Linked DNA regions of Mus musculus: region 2 is linked to region 1. A link is a contact called in public Hi-C data. All regions are on one chromosome and are shown on one strand. Each heading gives the region's core, a stretch centred on a gene start, on an enhancer-like site or on the middle of the called end of the contact. The rest is flanking DNA. Distances are from core to core; before and after follow the strand shown. Region 1 has its middle 88 kb from the start of Gm38759. Region 2 has its middle 4.1 kb from the start of Nog.

What was found. Hi-C and Micro-C count contacts between places; a contact is called where the count stands out from the background.
Region 2: a contact with region 1 is called in a Hi-C map of uterus, with 2.5 times the contacts expected there. The contact joins two enhancer-like sites. A contact is called at or near these places in 6 of 39 promoter capture datasets (the 3T3-L1 cell line, 3T3-L1-derived adipocytes, cranial neural crest and 3 more), 4 of 484 Hi-C or Micro-C datasets (embryonic stem cells, muscle stem cells and uterus), 8 of 115 datasets of contacts at active chromatin or transcription factors (embryonic forebrain, embryonic hindbrain, embryonic stem cells and 5 more) and 3 of 9 other capture datasets (adipose tissue, liver and pancreatic islet).

The regions. Positions count from the first base shown.
Region 1 is chr11:89,208,414-89,211,113 of GRCm38.p6, forward strand. No RefSeq gene overlaps it. Among named protein-coding and RNA genes, the nearest start is that of Gm38759, 88 kb to the left of the region's middle. Within about 2 kb of position 1,373, at least 14 of the 459 cell types and tissues checked have an H3K27ac peak or open chromatin away from gene starts, as enhancers often do.
Region 2 is chr11:89,297,065-89,299,764 of GRCm38.p6, forward strand. No RefSeq gene overlaps it. Among named protein-coding and RNA genes, the nearest start is that of Nog, 4.1 kb to the right of the region's middle. Within about 2 kb of position 1,312, at least 79 of the 459 cell types and tissues checked have an H3K27ac peak or open chromatin away from gene starts, as enhancers often do.

The sequences.
Region 1 (2,700 bases), core at 123-2,622:
AGTCGCACAGATAGCCTCTTAGGGGTCTACCTTAATGACTACACCATATGTTTGTTCTTTGTCCTTGAATGCTCTGAGCTGTTAGACAGACTTGGGAAGTTCTTGTGTGTGTGTGTGTGTGTGTGTGTGTGTGTGTGTGTGTGTGTAGGTAACACATGGGCATCTGGTCACAGATGTATTCCTGGTATGGGGTGACAAGAAGGAACAGAGACCCTCAGAAGTCCTTCCGGGTCACAGACCTCATGCAGAACATTCCCATTCGTGGGTCTAAGGTCAAATGGAGTGTTGACCTTGTCTTCCTGAAGACACACCGTGGCTGCAGTTGGTGGCATGTTACTCTGTAGTCCTCATGTGCCTGCAACGCTCTGTCTGGGTGTGGGTATGGATTTGTAGTGTTTCTACATCCAGACAGACAGAGAAAAAAATTTCACCTATCAGTTCTCAGAGAGGATAGGAATCCAGCCCCTAGAACAGCCTGAGGTATGCCTTCACTTCTGCCTGGCCATTTCTGAACAAAGTGTTCAGACAACTCTGCTTTTGCGAGGGAAGAAATTCCTCTTTCTGAAGCACAGGCCGTCTGCAGTGGAGTCCAAGACTGTCTCAAGGGAGTTTAAATATGGGCCCTTTCTACACTGACCTCCAGGAAGAACTTTAAAGCACCCCTCTGTCCCCCTACCCCCTTTTTGGTAGAAATTAAGGTATACCTAGAAGGGATGAGGTCACAGGCCAAGGCACAAAGTTGGCAGTATAAGCTCTGGTCTGTCTTCAGTTCTTCCTTATGGCTGAACAATGTAATAGACGGCTCCCGTGGATGGAGGGTCCCAGGGACCACCTTGCCCTTGGTTACCCCATCCTCCACCCTGGGTGCGGCTAAGTGGTTTTCACAGTCTCCACTAGGTGGAGAAAAAGAGCGGTTATGAAACGTACAAAGCCTCAAACACACACACACACACACACACACACACACACACACACACACACACACACACACACACACAGAGTCAAAGAGTAAAATCCAATTCTAAATGGAACTCGAAAACTTGAGAAGTAATTTAAGGGAACCACATTAAATACTAAAATGTTTAATGGGGCCCATGTGTCCCGAGCAGAGAAAGAGAGGGCGAGAAATGGAACAGAGGAAATCAGGGAGACAATATGTCTGTGCGACTTGTTCTAATTAGGGGCACAGCGCTACTCAGGATCATTCATTATAATTTGGTTAAATCTTCAACATGGCCCAGGCACCTCTGCTGAGGGGCGAAAAACAAAAGCTCCCTCGCAAATTGGGTGAGCGCCTCTCTGCTGGAGGTTAACGCCAGTCACTCCAACTCTCGAGGGCCCAGGGCTGTTCCTCACCCTGCAGCTCTTCTTTATAACTCCAGTGCTGGGCTCCAGCTGCAGATGTCTGCAGATTTTGAGGAGGGCAAGGGAGGCCAGGGGGTGAGGGTGGGAGATGGAGGTCCCCCTCCTCCCCGCGCAAGCTCATTGTCTCCAACTTGTCTGTGGCTTAATTCAGTATCCCTGTCTGCCGCTGGGAGCAGGATGAGAAGAGTTCAAAGGAGGAAATCAAAACAACTCATAGATCAGAGTGGGGGAGTGATCTGGGGCAGCCAGAAAACACCCGCACTCCTTGGGGCTTCAAGGGGATGAGCATCGAACAGGGGGACACATGCCTTAGAAGAAGCATGCCTTAGAAGAAGAAGGGGAAAGGTGCTTAGAGGCTTAAGGGATGCAGGTTGTGTGGGGTCGGGGTCAGGTTTAGGTTAGAGCTAAATGTGATAGGTGTGTGATGTGAAGAACCCAAGATGGTGTTACTAGCCATTTCCAGCGCTCATGTGTGGTTGGGCTGAGACATGACAGCTCTGTCTGTTGGATTCCCACCCAGCTCTAAAATTTGGGAAGGCACCATTTGTTTGCTTTATCCTATTGCCCTGTACTCTGTCCCTCAGCCATCCAGCTGGCCTGAGGTGGCAAGGACTGGTTTCCGGTAGTCTGTGGGTACCATTAAGGATCAGACACTGCCTGTAGTGATGAGCAGAGCTCTTGACAGACCTACTGGTACTTCTTTCTTTGGACCCAGCAGAGCCTTGAGCTAGGCTTATGGTTTGTCAACCAAAACACCTGTTTTGCATTTCTTTATTCTTTCTTTCTTTCTTTCTTTCTTTCTTTCTTTCTTTCTTTCTTTCTTTCTTTCTTTCTTTCTTTCTTTCTTTCTTTCTATTTACTGTATAGTATATAAGTACACTGTAGCTATCTTCAGATACACTGGAAGAGGGCATTGGATCCCATTATAGATGGTTGTGATCCACCATGTGGTTGCCAGGAATTGAACTCAGGACCTCTGGAAGAGCAGTCAGTTCTCTTAACTGCTGAACCCATCTCTCTAGCCCCTGTTTGGCATTTCTTATCCAGTGTCTTCATGCTAAACCTAGACTGCCTATCCATAGGCCCGGGTCCTGGGCATAACAGATTGCTTACTACTCCAGGCTCTTTCAACTCTACTGCCCTAAGAAGTTGTACTCCAGATTAAGTTTACAGAGACTTCTGGGTGATAGTCCTATCTTGGTCGCTGGCTGGGCCAGTTTTACTCTGGTGATGGGCAGCTGCATTTCCTGGCTTCATCTCTACACCTATGTTGCTCACCTGCAATCGTATGTTATTGGCTGGCAGGAGGACCAGGGAGATAACAGATGCATACCA
Region 2 (2,700 bases), core at 62-2,561, 89 kb after region 1:
CCTGTACTGGGACATATAAAGTTTGCGTGTCCAATGGGCCTCTCTTTCCACTGATGGCTGACTAGGCCATCTTCTGATACATATGCAGCTAGAGACACGAGCTCCGGGGGGTACTGGTTAGTTCATATTGTTGTTCCACCTATAGGGTTGCAGACCCCTTTAGCTCCTTGGGTACTTTCTCTAGCTCCTCCATTGGGGTCCCTGTGATCCATCCAATAGCTGACTGTGAGCATCCACTTCTGTGTTTGCTAGGCCCCAGCATAGCCTCAAGAGACACTCTTAATGCATGCCTGTTGAATGGGTACAGCAGATTGGCCAGTCAGCTCGAGGAACCTCTGGGATGGTGTCAATTCAAAACTGTCTCCCACCAGTAAATTTTCCTTAAATAAATTTAAGGAATAAGGAGGAAAGGAGTCCCCTTAGAGAGAGAGTATGGTGAAGAGGAGAGGGAGAGGGAGAGGGAGAGGGAGAAAGAACTCCTAGCCAAAGCCAAGGGTATCAGGCTATGTGATGTCAGCAAGCGGCTGCTGAGGACGGTCTTCTCACCAGCAGATTGAGCGGTGGGCACTGGAATCTAAGCTCCCCTCCAGCCCTAACATTCCAAGAGCATTAAAGAAAAAGGATGAATCACCCCCTTCAAAATACCAATATGGGCTGGGCCCTCCCCTTGCTGTCCTCTTGTAGCATAGCTAAGAGCTCTTAATACACACCCAGCTTCCTCCTGCAGCTGCCACCAAGCTTCAATCCCCTTTCCCAGGAGTCTCAGAAGCAAGACTGATAATGGACCTCCGGCTTCTCTGTCTCAACAGGGAGCCAGATCTCATTCCCAGACTCTGGGGGCCTTTGGGCCTTCCGTGGACATTTGACCTTAGTTTCCTTGAGTGTGGAGAGTGGCTGGGTGTTGAAAGGGTGGCAGGAAATAAAGGGAGCCATTGAAAAAAGAAAGGGAACCCTCACCATCCTGAGGAGAGGGACAGTTGCCCCGACCCTCTGGACTCTGACTGGTACTGGGTTTGGCAGAGGCGATGTGTCTGTCATAGTTATAAATCTCTACGGGGGACACTGTCTCTCAGCAGCTGCGTCAGTTCATAGACACAGGCTTCCATAGAGGACTCCTAGATCAATTTTTCTCCTGTAAGGAGTAGGTGACCGTGGGGACGGTGCCTCTTTGCTTACAGCCCTCTCCCTTAGAATTATAGTATTATCGACACTAATCATAATAGGAGGAGAGAGTGGCCAGGGCATCAAGCACACACATTAGTTCTAGGACCAGCGCCTCCTGCCTTCTTCTTGTGGGACCGCCTGCGTCCGGTAGGGTTCTCCGTGCGCGCGCGGAGCCTTCTTGGGCCAGCCCTCCGGGTCTGTCAGTGCGGTGGTCTGTAGCCCGTCACGTCTGCAGCGCGGGTCCTCCCAGCTCACTCTGGCTCCTGGCTCTGAAAGCCGAGAAGCTCGCCGGCTGCGAGCGGGTTTTCCAAGTGGGCAGGGGTGGGGAGGAGGGGCGCGGGCGGGCGGGCGGGCGGGCCCGCGGCGGGAGGAGGGGGCGTCGCGGAGGGAAGACCTCGCATTGTAATCCAATGACATTACCAACGTGGGGGTGGGGGCGCTGGCCTCCGCGCGCTCTCCGAGTTTTGGCTGCCCGCCCAGCTGGGAATAACTCTCTTCGCATAATTCGCGTGTTTACCAGGCATGAAAATTCTTGCTTTGGGCTCCCCCCCACCCCGACCCAAGCCCCCTCCTCGTCCCTCCTCCCCATCTCCTCCGCCCCTCGCAAGTGAAACTCTGTCTACAAAAATATTGGCCCGGGGCATAGAAAGTTTTGCATAAATTCATAAGTGATGAATGGCTGATTTTTAACGTTATTTGGGTATTTGTCAGAACTTAACAAATATACATGGGGACGGCGGTTCATAAACTTAAACATCTCAATATCCTCTTTCTTCTGGAAATAAATTACGTTTGTTTGCCCGGCTTGGAGTCTTAAGGTAGCCGACATTAGGAATATTTTAAAAGCCATCATCCATCGAGCATGTCTCCCAGGCGCCAGAAAGATTAAATGAAAGAATCATAAGATGGAGGTCTTTAACTTTTAATCCTTTTACAATGAAGCCTCAGATAGTCGCGGGGGCAGGGTGCCCTCTCTGGGGGAATAATGCCGTTATTCCTCGGCTCCCAGTTAATGAATACCCTAACGTCTGTCCCACGGCTGACGGAGGCAGCGCCGGGGAGGGGGCTCCGGCTCCCGGGCCAGGCTATTGAAATGAGGAGCCACCGAGGCTGCGTCGGGAGGGAAGAAAGCGCCGGGCTGGAGGGACAGGGAGGGCGGGGCCCGGGGCATTGAGACTGAGCTGGGGACTCGGCGCAGGTTTGAAATAATTAGCATAGATTCGCTGCGACTCCGGGGGGGGGGGCAGCTCGGGGGGGGGGGGAGGAGAGGCAGAGGACAGGAGGCTTGGAGGGAGGCGCGACGAGGTGGCAAGGGGGTGGGGAAGGGAGCAAAGGAGAGCGACTGTGGAGTCCAAGATAAATAAAAGGAGCGGGGAGCGGTGTCAGGAAGCCGGCCCACGTGGAGCTGAGTGGATGACGGCCACTGGGGATTGAGGTGAAGAGATGCACGGGAGAGTCTAGAGCCGGTTCCAAGAAAATGAATTTTTAAGGGTGGGGTACAGTGATATTCACCCGAACCTTTAAGGGGTAACTTTG